Regions from separate parts of the Hordeum vulgare genome. Here region 2 is linked to region 1. A link is a contact called in public Hi-C data. All regions are on one chromosome and are shown on one strand. The core of a region is the stretch at or near the end of the contact, and the rest is flanking DNA. Distances in the headings are between cores, read along the strand shown.

Evidence for each region. Hi-C and Micro-C count contacts between places; a contact is called where the count stands out from the background.
Region 2: a contact with region 1 is called in a Hi-C map of leaf, with 2.0 times the contacts expected there. The contact joins the enhancer-like site here to the promoter of LOC123448668 in region 1. A contact is called at or near these places in 2 of 6 Hi-C or Micro-C datasets (leaf and seedling).

Annotation. Positions count from the first base shown.
Region 1 is chr4H:379,081,027-379,087,551 of MorexV3_pseudomolecules_assembly, forward strand. LOC123448668 (zinc finger protein CONSTANS-LIKE 14-like) reads right to left here and starts at 2,033. Exons shown (of 5, transcript XM_045125631.1): 1 at 1,852-2,033; 2 at 1,099-1,694; 3 at 773-1,000. The coding sequence starts at 2,011.
Region 2 is chr4H:379,163,415-379,169,894 of MorexV3_pseudomolecules_assembly, forward strand. No RefSeq gene overlaps it. Among protein-coding and RNA genes, the nearest start is that of LOC123448668, 84 kb to the left of the region's middle. Within about 2 kb of position 3,892, at least 3 of the 3 cell types and tissues checked have open chromatin away from gene starts, as enhancers often do. A contact at or near this core is called in leaf and seedling, where this site is marked.

The sequences.
Region 1 (6,525 bases), core at 783-3,282:
CGAATTCTTCGTGCAAAGGAGGGTGGAAAGAGCGGAGCAAGCCGCCTATCGTGAAGATAGGCTTACGCGGAAGCAAGCCGCATAGCCGCACACTTTCAGATGAAGCTGAAGGAATCGTCAATTTAGTCCTCCGACGATGAACGCTGGGCTGACGCCTTCATCACGTCGGAGTCTGATGACGATGAGTAGTCTTCTATCTATCTAGACTATCTATGATATGCTATGTATCGTTTTTTATCGTTTCTCTCTATCTAGGCTATCTATGCAACTATGCTATGTATCGTTTAAAATAACTTATGATAAAAAATGCGTTGCATTCATTGAAGTTTTTGCGTGTTTGCTGCAATGCCTCGCGCGTCAAATTTTGCTGTTTTCGTTGGAGCCAGCGTTCACCGACGTGCTAAAATTAGATGTGTATGCATTGTAAACTCAATTTGTGTGCTTTGCGCTTTGGGCGCATGTTGGAGATGCTTAAAAAAATATATGCCTCATCAACATAGCTATGACTTGATAGAAAAGCTTGCCGCGAATACTTGGCCACATATGGTGCAGAATATCTCTACTTCTCTGGTGTCTTCCGTTTGAATAGATATGCCGCAGATACTACCAGTTGTCTAAACACAAATTCAGTTAACATCCGAGCAAAAATTCTTCTTGGTTGATGAGTAATTGCAGTGGTGGAACAAAAATCCTGGCTACAGTCACAGTAATATATCTATCAAGCATGGGGAAATTAGTCAGATAGACTGAAGTACGTGGATTAAATTTATACCTCGTAACCAGGGGTTGGCATGGTTGCAACCTCATGGCTGTTATCTGTGCCAAAATCGCCATTTCCAGCAGTGTAGTGTGGCTGTGTCCAGGAAGGCAACTGATGAGCAGCTTGCTCTGCCTCCTCACGAGGTGTTATCTGACCGCCGCCCATGTCGACCTCCGCGAGCTCATGTAACTGCCGTATGACCTCATCATTCGTCTTTCCATTGGGCGACGAGTTGTGGATCTTTTGCAGATCAGTTAGAGCTAGGTGTGAGAATTCAGAGCAAGAGCAGAAAACTTGAGAATTTAATTTTGGCAGACGGCGAGCGAGCGAGCAGGTACCTTTGGGGACAAGGGCGTGACGAGGGGCTGGAAGCCATGGCAAGAAGTGGTGGGCACGATGAGATCCTCCAGGCTGAACACGTGGGGCTCCTCCCAGATGGCCCACCAACCGTCGTCGGCTTTGGCGGCCGAGGGTTTGTCCAAGTCGGGGACCCCGAGAAGAGCGGCGAGCTCGTGCGCCGACGGTCGTCCCGTATACCCCTGGACGGTGCATCGGTCGTGCAGCGGCAGCTCGCCGTCCCGGCTCCTCGCGAAGTCGCAGTTGGAGCAGAGGAATTCGGGGCCGCCGTGGCGGAAGACGGCCCCGGTGGCGCGGCATGCGGCGCAGAGCGGGGCGCGCAGGTGGCGGGAGCAGACTGCGTTAGCGGCGTGCACGTGGCGGTCGCACGGCAAGCAGAGCCTGGCGCTGTCGGCCCGGCAGTATACCACCGCCTGTGGGCCGCTGCAGTAGTCGCAGGTTACCGCGTCGCCGGAGAGCTCCTTGTCCATGACCGGCAGCTCTGGATCCTGGCGCTCGTCTTGACCCATGTGATGGAGTGGAATGGTCACTGGTGGAAAAGACGGAATGGTCGCTGGTAGAAAGTAGGCGCTGCTACCTACAAAAAGAAGAAGAAGAAGAAGAGGAGAATGAGGAGGTCGAAGAGATAATGCGTGCATATACGGCTTGCTTGCGGAAAAAGAAGGTGGGAGAAGAAGCACGAGAGCGGGAGTAAACCGCGAAAGGGATGGTTCGAAAGCTGCCTCGTCACTCACTCGCGTAGCTCGCTCCGATATTTCTGTGGATGACTGTGAGCTCTGAGGCCGGCGACGTGGCGGGGTCCGGCGTGCGTGAGGCTGCCCGCGGGCCAGGTGTTGGAGCGGCAGTCTCGTCGCGTCGACGAGCCGGACAAGAACGGCTTCTCCATGGTTCCATCGACTGTGGGAAAGGAAAGGGGATGCTGAGCTTGGCCCAGTTGTCTCACGAGATCTCTTGCAGGTCCAGCCGACAGGAGATGCGGCCGTTGGCGGAAAGGGACCGCTTGGATGGGTCTCAAGCCGAGCATGACGTAACGGCTGAGGTAATGCCGAGAGTATCCTATTCCTAGCGCGCGCAAATTCACTGTTTTCACCCTGATGCCAAACTTTAACACGATTTCATCGAATCTGATTTTTTTACCGTGATAGACGTTGATGGTAGAATATAAAAGGCTACCATCATGATCAACGGCGGTAGGTCTCTAGTGAACGTGCTGACGTGGCAATGGTGTGGCAAGTGGTTGTCGCGGTAGCAGGATAAAATCACTGTTCTGGCCCACAAAACGAAAAGAATTCACATAATTAACTTGACTTGAAAGTATTTTATGGTCTGACCTTTTTAGAAATGCCACAGCCCGTGGCGTTGCCTCTTCACGTAGAAATGTGAGTCTATCTTGACGTTTCTTGTCCACATACAAACGCGAGTCTACCGTCGAGTTGCAGTCCATGTAGAAACGCCAGTGATGCTGGCGTTGCTACCCACGCGCCAAACGCCATAGACAGTGGCGTTTCAACGCTACTAGCTGGTCAATCGAGGCTGTAGCAATAGCACTCACCTACATGAATTATTAGTGGAGCAAGCCACGCCTCTCTTTCTCTCTCTCTCCATAAATCTTGTGCAAGCAAACACAAGAAACATCACACATGCACACATACATCTGCACTCATGTGTATAGGTAATAGCTAGGCCTTGTAGTATGTCCTTTGCTTGCATCCATCATTCTCATCTCCATCAATATCTCACCCTGTGGCAGGCTTAGCTAGTAGGGCATGCATGCATGCAGCTTGAGGAGAGAGAGAGAGGAGTAATAAAGACAAGGGCACCTCTTACAAAGCCCTGGCTGGGTATTTAGTTGAGAAGGGTATGCACAAGCGCAAGAGGTGGCCAGCTAGGGGTCCTACAGGTGCATGCATGCATGCTTACTTAGTTGTTCTGCGCATGTATGCTAAATATGGGACATGATTGACATGAACATGCAGTGCGCCAGCGTGCTGCTGGAACAGTGCAGTGCAATGCAATGTCTGATACAAGGCTCCAGTCACTGCCTTGTGATGCATGCACATGCACTGCTGGCGCCACATATTATTTGGAGGTAATAGCATCCCAAGTCCTACAACTTGCAGCACATGTGATGGTTTGGTCCTACAACTTGCAAAGTGCACCTATTTAGTCCTAGAACTTGCAAGTGTTGTGCACTTTCAGGCCACAGCCATTCACAGCACGCCAAGTGGACAGGGTGGGTCAGGGTTGGTCATTTTGCGCCCAGGCCCTTGCATTTATCAGTTATTAATCGGCTGCTGTCGGTACCACCTAAGAAAACAGCTGAATTTAATAACCCTAATAACTCCTCTGTTCCACGACGACGACAACTTTTGTTCTGTTCATTCCTTCTCCCTTGTGGGCCGCTTTTCCTCTTTCTTCTTTCTTCCTCTCCCTCGTGCGCGTCAGCTTGTCTTCTCCTGATGGCGTTGTCGGAGTTCTTCGGCGGCCGGGAACCGCCTGCGTCGACCCACCTCGTCCGGCCGCACTCTGTTTACCCACCAGACTACGGTAGTTCTCGTTGTTCTCTCTTGTCCTCCGTGATCTCCTCTTCTCTGGTTTGCTGATCCATGATTTGCTGTGGTGAGAAGAAGAGTTGTTGCTTAGTATTACATATGTTGCTGCTGATGATTTAATGCTTTGCTCTTGCTCTGGTGAGAAGAAGAGAGAAGAAGAGTTGGTGTTGATTTATGGTTGATGTAGTTTTAACATGCTTAAGCTATGGATTTAGGTTCTGGTATTTAGGATTGTAGAAGTTGTTGTGTTTTTGTGTGTGTGCAAGTTACATTTTCTTGTTAGATCTTGTGAGAAGAAGAGTTTTTGCATCTGGTGCTTAGTTTTAACTAAACACATCATGTAGTTTTAACTGAATTTTGCACTGTTTGGATGCAGTGTGTGATTCATTAATGGGAAAAAGTGTGTGCACTCCTTTTCACACTGGAAATTGAGCATGGTGGCATTTTCCTAGGAGCAGTCAGTGAGCTGGAGTATTATAACTCTTCTGTGGAGGTGCTGGACTATTTAGATCCTGCCACATTTAGTTATGAAGTATTAGAACAGCACCTAAACTGGTTCGGATATCCTAAGAATCAGCACATCATCTACTGGTGTTTGCCTGACAAGAAAATATTTGATGGCCTGGTGAGAATTACAGATGATGAGGATCTGCAGCAAGTGATCAGAGCTAGTGTTAATCATAAAGTGCTTCTAATAATGGTTGACCATTCAGACTTCATCAGTAATTTCAGGGGAGACTTGATATCGAAGGAGACATCATTTCAAAGCCCTGTTAGAGTGGCCAACTGTTCTGTTGATGCAAGCAATTCAGGCAACATCATCTGTTTGAATGTTGATAAACCAACTTCAGAGGTTGCAGAAGATAGCACAGAACCAGACAATTTGCTTACTGATGCTGCAAATCTTCTGACGGATGTTGTACACACACATGTGGTTACTGATGGTGCAGAGCCAAATTTGCTGAATGATGGTGCTTGTCACGCCCAAGATGCAACCCTATCCTCAATTTGGCACGAAGGCCTCGTCACGGATAGAAGCGCATCTCGTCGTGTCGCAAGAATGGATATCGTTACAAGTACATGTACTAAAAAGAAGAGATATATTTAGAATTGGCTTACACTCGCAACAAGCTACATCAGGGTCACATCAGTACATTACATAAACATCAAGAGTAAGAGCAGGGTCCGACTACGGACGAAATCAAACGACAAAAGAAGAACGACGTCCATCCTTGCTATCCCAGGCTGCCGGCCTGGAACCCATCCTAGATCGAAGAAGAAGAAGAAGAAGAAGAAGCAACTCCAAATGAACAATCAACGCGCTTGCGTCAAGTAACCTTTACCTGTACCTGCAAGTGGTGTTGTAGTAATCTGTGAGCCACATGGGACTCAGCAATCTCGTTTCCAAAGGTATCAAGACTAGCAAAGCTTAATGGGTGAGGTAAGGTTAAGTGGTGAGGTTGCAGCAGCGGCTAAGCATATATTTAGTGGCTAAACTTACGAGTACAAGAAATAAGAGGGAGAAGATCTACGTATAACAGACGTGAACTACTGATGATCAAATAAATGGTCCTGAACACCTACCTACGTCAGACATAACCCCACCGCGTCCTCGATCGGAGAAGGAACTCACTAAAGAGACAGTCACGGTTACGCACACAATTGGCAAGTTTTTAATTAAGTTAACTTCAAGTTATCTAGAACCAGTGTTAAACAAAGTTTCCACGTTGCCACATAACCGCGGGCACGTCTTTCCGAAAGATTTAACCCTGCAGGGGTGCTCCAACTAGTCCATCACAAATTACCACAAGCCGCATAGAAATCCTCGATCACGACACTCGCGATCTTGTCGGATCCCTTAGTGGAAAACCTCAACTCTGAGATTACCCAAAGCATCACCGGAATCCCGATGCACAAGATATCTCGTCAAAGGTAAAACTAGCATGGCAATGATAGTAATGGTATCTGGGGAAATGATCATCTTGCCTGAGATCCCGCTTGGAAGAAGAATGCCTCCGTGAAGTAGACGAACCGATGTAGTCGAACGGGTCCTCACAATCCGGCACGCTGTGGAACTCTATTGAGACGAAGCAAACCGGAAACACAAATCATCACACGGAATTCACCATACAATGCACAACACAAATTATGCATGAGCAGCTGAATACATGCAAGTCACGGCATGACAATTTCACACAATCAAAACTACACATTAAATGAAGTTCAATATGCAAGGAGTTGCATATTGACGAAACTCCACATATGAATTATTTAGTTCACTCCCGGTTATTTACACGGCAATATTAAGTTGTCAAACATGCAAGAGGTGAAGCGTAAGTTAAACTACCTATCTAGACATTTTAAATGAGGTCGGAAGTGACATATAGCATCTCCGCGACGACCTCGCATGTTAATTTACAATTCTGTCCAGATCTGAACTGACGCATTTAATTAGTTGTTAAACCGCAAAACAAATAGGTTCACGTGATTCTACGCGTCACTACAAGCAATTTACACATAGAGAACATCTCCAATGGAGCTACGGTTCAAAAGTTACAAGCACTGCAAGATATGATGGCATGAATGCAATATGTGTGCAACGGCGGTCATGAGCACTTCAAAGCATACAACCAGCAAGAGAAAATGAAACTACATGAGATTCTAAGAAAGTTTCATGTAGGACACGATCAAATCGAAGCTACGGTTCAACATCTACGAGCAAAACAAGAAATCACCACAATCTGCCAAAATCAGCCACATAGCATTTTCTACACCCCACAACTACGAGCTACACCACTCAAATATAATCAACCAAGACATGACGCGAAAGAGGGCAAGAAGTACTACCACAAACAA
Region 2 (6,480 bases), core at 2,642-5,141, 84 kb after region 1:
ATGGAAACTTCCATAGAGTATATAAATATAACGTTATTATTTTTATGGGATATGCGTGTGCAATATACATGCATATTATATATATGCACGTACTAATTTTTTGGATGTATACCTACCTTCGGCATATTTTCGACCCATACATCACATGTGAGTATATTGATTTTGGGATACATCACACGTGACTATCCTGATTTTGGGTATTTTAATTTCTGAGTATGTCTTATTTTAATTATATTTATTGGGTATATTCTTTTCGGATATGTCTATTATCATTTACGGGTATGACTCGAACGAGTATACATGTATATACATACCTAAAAGCAAGGAAAGTGATAAATATAAAGGATATATTTGGGTATATACATACATGTAGACACGCCATACACTTGGGTATATTAATATGCAACGATGGTCAAAATGTGATAAATATAAAGTAAACATACATGACAACGATTGGTATTAGTTTTGGAAAGCAATCATTGATCATTGAGAGTAGTAGTGCATGCAAACAAAAAATTGAAACCATTATTTCGTGGATTGTATTGCATGTAGTAATGAATATGACTTGCCATAACGGGCCTGGGTGCCCAGACACCTAGGTGCCCCAAACAATTTGCCATATATATATATACCAATATATGTGTGTGTGTGTGTGTAATGTTCGGGCACCTAGGTGCCCAGGTACCTAGACACCATGCAATTATTGCCATATGTGATTGATTCCTTTCCTAAATATTGGTGTGAGTTAAACCTGTCTAAAAAATGCGCATCATTATGGTATAATGCCATTTATTACCGGATATGGCATGATGTCTTAGTTTCCTTGTAAGTGTTTATACGTAATGTACAAACTATAATATTTTGTGTGTCTTTTTTTTTTTACTTTTGTCATGTATTCGTTTCTGGAATACAATGCACAAACATATGCTGCACTTATCTTTACTCTTTTAGCCATTAAAAATAAAAATGTGCATATACATGTACATATCCAATATGAAATTTATATATACATACATACAAATTTATATACACCGACTTATAATTTATGTGCATATACCCCTGAATGTACATATCCTTCCGTGATATTTATGTGTGCGTACATTAAAATTTACAGACCCCAATATAAAATGTACATATTCGTACACGCATCATTTTTTTCCTACGTACATAGACCCATCTATAATTATTTTTTACTTTTAGGAATGTATGTTACATAACCACGTACAATCCTATGTATTTATTTTATCGGGGTATATACTCAATTTCATGTCAAGGTATATAAAATCGATGAGTATGCACATACAAGAAAAAATATATTCCGTAGTCTGGATATATACCTATGCAAAAATCTAATGGATACATAGTAAATAGGTGAATTCATACATACATAATCTAATGGGTATGTACTAAATATTGTGGGTATATACATACACAAAAATTAAATGAGTTACATACTAAATATTTTGGGTATATATACATACTAAAAAAAATCTAGTGAGTATGTACGAAGTAAACGAATCCACATACCTAATCCAATTGGTACATACTAAATATTTTGGATATATTAATACGAAAAAATCTAATGCGTACGTACTAAATATTATAGATATGTACATACAAAAATTTGATGGATACACTAAATAAATGATTCATACATATCTAATTCGCACATATATGAAATAAATGTCCATATGCCTAATGTGTAAAATAAATTATTTCTAAAGATATGATACCATGTATGACATGTTTAATGACATCCATTTAATGATTTGCGTCATAATTATTTCCAAAATTAATTGTTTCAGAATTGGCAATTACTAGTGGATTGACTAGTTACCTTCTATACCTATCACAATAGCACGCATCTAAATGCAATTAAATGGTGGAAAGGTAAGGAGCGTGGGCATCTAGGTGTCCCAAACGGTCGTCCTTATATATATATATATACACGCTATTCGTCATACTGGGTGATGAATAGTTATTATCCCCCCTTTATTTTAACATCAATGCATCGTTGTTTTACATTACATATTTTTTTTCTTATTTCATACGTAAAAAGAGACTGTAACAAAATATATAATCACCGTAAAAAATATTTTGTTACATAAAATTACAAATGTAAAAATATAGTGTAAAATATACATAAAATGCATATTTTCTTTTCTTACGGCCTATATTTTTAAATTTTTATGCCAAATTTTATATAGTGGGTCAATATGAATGTAACTGTTTGTATTTCAAATCTAATTTATTTTTGAAAAGCTCGTAAGATTACCTCGGGTGAAGAATAACCTATTCTGCACTCTAGGTGATGAATAGAGTTTGTAATATATATATATGTAAAATGTTTGGGGCACCTAGATGGATGGGCATCTTAATTGTTTCGGAAACCGTGGTATATTTGATTAGTTTCTTAATTACTCCTCATGCAAGACTTTTCATACTTATGATTTTGTTTTTGTTTCCTAACTATTAGGCAAGCAAGACTCGCCATACAATAAATAGTATTACTTTTTTATTATTTAAACTGCTATGGTTATCTAATGCGCGTATTTTTTCAACTATTTCATTTTTCCTAACTATCTAATATGGACATCGAAGATCCATTAATGAAATAATGTACATACATGGGTTCGTATATACCGAATAGTTTATTTATTTCATAACTACCTAATACTGGTAGTCGGTATGTGATAACGAAATTATGTTTATAAACGGTACATATATACCAGGCCATGTAAAATATGGCCACACATATACTCGGGTACGTAAAATATACCTAATGATCTCCTAGTGTATCCAAATATGTTATACGACATGCTCACATAAATATTTTAGTATATAACCAATGAGTTAAAAAATAAAACAATATAACCAATGTATCTGCACATATATATACCCGGTTATATGAAAAAGGGTAGAAGACTGTTATAGGTATCCCATACACGTATATAAAATAAAATATGGCTATATACATACCCAACTGCATGAATTATGACATCCATAGGTATCCGGATACCGTATACAAATCTCAGATGTGGGGGTATGCAGAGAAATACGACGGGTATGCACGTATCCCAACAAATATTCATTTTGAGAACAAGTATATGCTTGATGACATATTCCGATAAGAGTGTATTTTCCGATAAATACAGTATTAGCGAATATGTGTTTTTTAATACCCAACATATTCTCAGGTATGCTTATACCCAACAAATTTTTGGGTATGTGCTACTTAGTAGTACGTCCATGCAAAAATACTTATTAGTACGTACATATTATTAGTTTATCTACATATAACAAATTTAAACTGATTTACTCAATTACCCTTTTAAGTATGTTTACATTTTTTTAATATATACCCGACTACATAAATGGTACGGAAATGTTGTAGGTATCCAAGTATACTGACATATCGCAAATCAGAAATATACAATTTGTTTAGAATACAATCATAAGGTACTAATTTCTAGTTTTTCTCTCTCCTAATTATATATACGGAAGAATGTAATGTACGTCATTTATTTTGCATGTCAGAAATTTATTACCATGCAGGACGTGTGATCGTAATATCCATTTATGATTAGCATTGTAATTATTTCGAAATAAATATACCCATTAACTTCACTATCCATATAACAATACGCATCTAAGTGCAATCTAAAGGTGGAAAGGTAAGGAGCGTGGGCACCTAGGTGTTCCAAACGATCGTCCTATATATAGTGTGAGCCTATTGTGTATTTCTGTTACCATCCTTAAGACCCTTATTCTCATGACACTTGGACTTATTCTGCTAACACCAAAAACGAAGGGAAAATACAAACCCACACCTCGTGCCACTAGAACCCACGTGTCCCCACGACCCACCACTTTTCCCTAAGCTCCACGCCTCCACCAACCTCGCTCCCCGATGCGGCCGCGCCGCCCCACCCCACCACGCCACCACCACCTGCCCCCAGCCCCGACGCCCACCACCACCTACCCGCCAGCCGGCGACCATGAGGGCGGCCACGACCACCGCGGCACCACACCCCACCTCACACCCGCTCGGCACGCCTCCCACCTAACCTCACATCCCCGCCACTCCCCCACCCAAGTCCGACGACCGACGCGCCTCAACAACTATCGGTGCAGCCAATCTACCAAGGTCGTCGTCCTTCCCCAGGCCACAGCCGCACCACCCCTCTCCAGGCCGCCGCGGTGCCCCGGAGACATACTCCTGCGTCGTGGTTGTCAGATCCACAACCACCACTACCCCACGCCGCCCAGGTGACATCCACCTGCGCCGCGGTTGACGGATCCACAACCCCACAGCCCGATCGAACTCCTGTCGCCCCCGACCGTCGGTGGATCCTGGTTGACAACCGCCCCCGGTGCTACCTACCACGGCAGATCTGGGCCGACACCCGCCCTCAGCGCGCCTCCCACGGCATATCCTGGCTGGCAGCCACCCTGGTCCACGGTGGAGCTCGCCTGCCTGTCCCCTCTCCCCCTCTTCGGTGAGCCCATCGTTGGGCTTCATCTCACAAGACGGTGAGTAGAGGAGGGGATCTGCTGCACCAGGGGTCGTCTTCTCCGACCCCGGCTGAGATCCACGGTTGGACAACATATTTGACCACACCTTCATCAAGCCCACGAGCGCTGGATCCAGAGCTTGATATGTCTTGAACTTATTTATAATTTATGAAGTATTTATGTCATGTTTATAAAATTTTCCTATGATTTTATTAGAACTAACTTGGACTGACGTTGTTTTCAGCAGAACAACCATAGTGTTGTTTTTATGGAGAAATAAAAATTCTGAAAATGGGCTGTAGAATATTTTTGAAAAATATAAAAAATACTGTAGGAAAGAGCTGGGCCAGGAAGTGGATCAGGAGGTCACAACCCTGCGAGGCACGGCCACACCCTTGGCTGCGGCCCTGTGGCTTGTGACCTCCTCGGAAAAGAAACCTAGATTGGGAGTTTCGTCACCGCTAAGTATTCCTATAAATAACCAAACCTCTAAAAACAAACCTAGATTAGGAGATCCGTCACCGCAAGCCTCCAGAGCCACGAAAAACCGATCAGGAGCCCGCTTCGGCACCCTGCTGGAGGGGGAAACCATCACCGGAGGCCATCTTCATCATCCCGACGGTCTTCATGACAAGGAGGGAGTAGTTCCTCCTCGAGCCTGAGGGTATGTACCAGTAGCTACGTGCTTGATCTCTCTTTCTCTCGTGTTCTTGAGATGGTATGATCTTGATGTATTACGAGCTTTCTTAATATCGATGAATCATATGGAGTTTTCCCCTCTTTATGTTCTTGTGATGAATTGAGTTTTCTCTTTGAACTTTTCTTATCGGATTGAGTCTTTAAGGATTTGAGAACACTTGATGTATGTCTTGCGATGGGATATCCGTGATGATAATGGGGTGTTATATTGATCCACTTGATGTATGTTTTGATGGTCAACTTGCGGGTTTCGTGACCTTGGGATTTATGGATAGGGGTTGGCACATGTTGTCGTCTTGACTCTTCGGTAGAAACTTTGAGGCACTCTTTGAAGTTCTTTGTGTTGGATTGAATATGATGAATCTGAAATTGTGTTATGCATATCGTATAATCAAGACCATGGGTACTTGTCGTGACATTGGAATATCTAGGTGACATTATGGTTTTGGTTGATGTGTATCTTAAGGTGTTATTTTAGTATGACCTCTAGGGCTGTTCGTGACATTTATAGGGATAGCTCATAAGATTGATCGGAAAAGATAACTTTGAGGTAGTTTCGTACCCTACAATTATTTCTTCGTTTATTCTCCGCTATTTGTGACTTTGGAGTGAACTCTTTATCGCACGTGAGGGATTTACATATGATTCAACTATGTTAGTATTGTTGGGAGAACTTGCACTAGTGTAATTATGGACCCTAGGCCTTGTTTCCAAGCATTTATACAGATTTTTACTCGTTGTTTACTATTTGGTACCTTTCTGTTTTTATATTTTTAGATTACAAAAACCTATATCTACCATCCATATTACACTTGTATCACCATCTCTTCGCCGAACTAGTGCACCTATACAATTTACCATTGTATTGGGTGCGTTGGGGATACAAGAGACTCTTTGTTATTTGATTGCACGTTCGCTTAAGAGAGACCATTTTCATCCTACGCCTCCCACAGATTGATAAACCTTAGGTCATCCACTTGAGGGAAACTTGCTATTGTCCTACAAAACTCTGCGCTTGGAGGTCCAACACGAGTCTACAAGAAGAAGGTTTTGTAGTAGACATCAAGCTCTTTTCTGACGCCGTTGCTGGAGAGGTGAGTGCTTGAAGGTATATCTTTAGGTCTTGCAATTAAATCTTTTAGTTTCTTGTTTTTCACTAGTTTGGTTTTATAAAAGAAAACTACAAAAAAATGGAATTGAGGTTGCCTCATATGCTTCATCTTTTCAATGTCTTTCGTGAAAATGATGGAAGGGAAAATTGTCCAA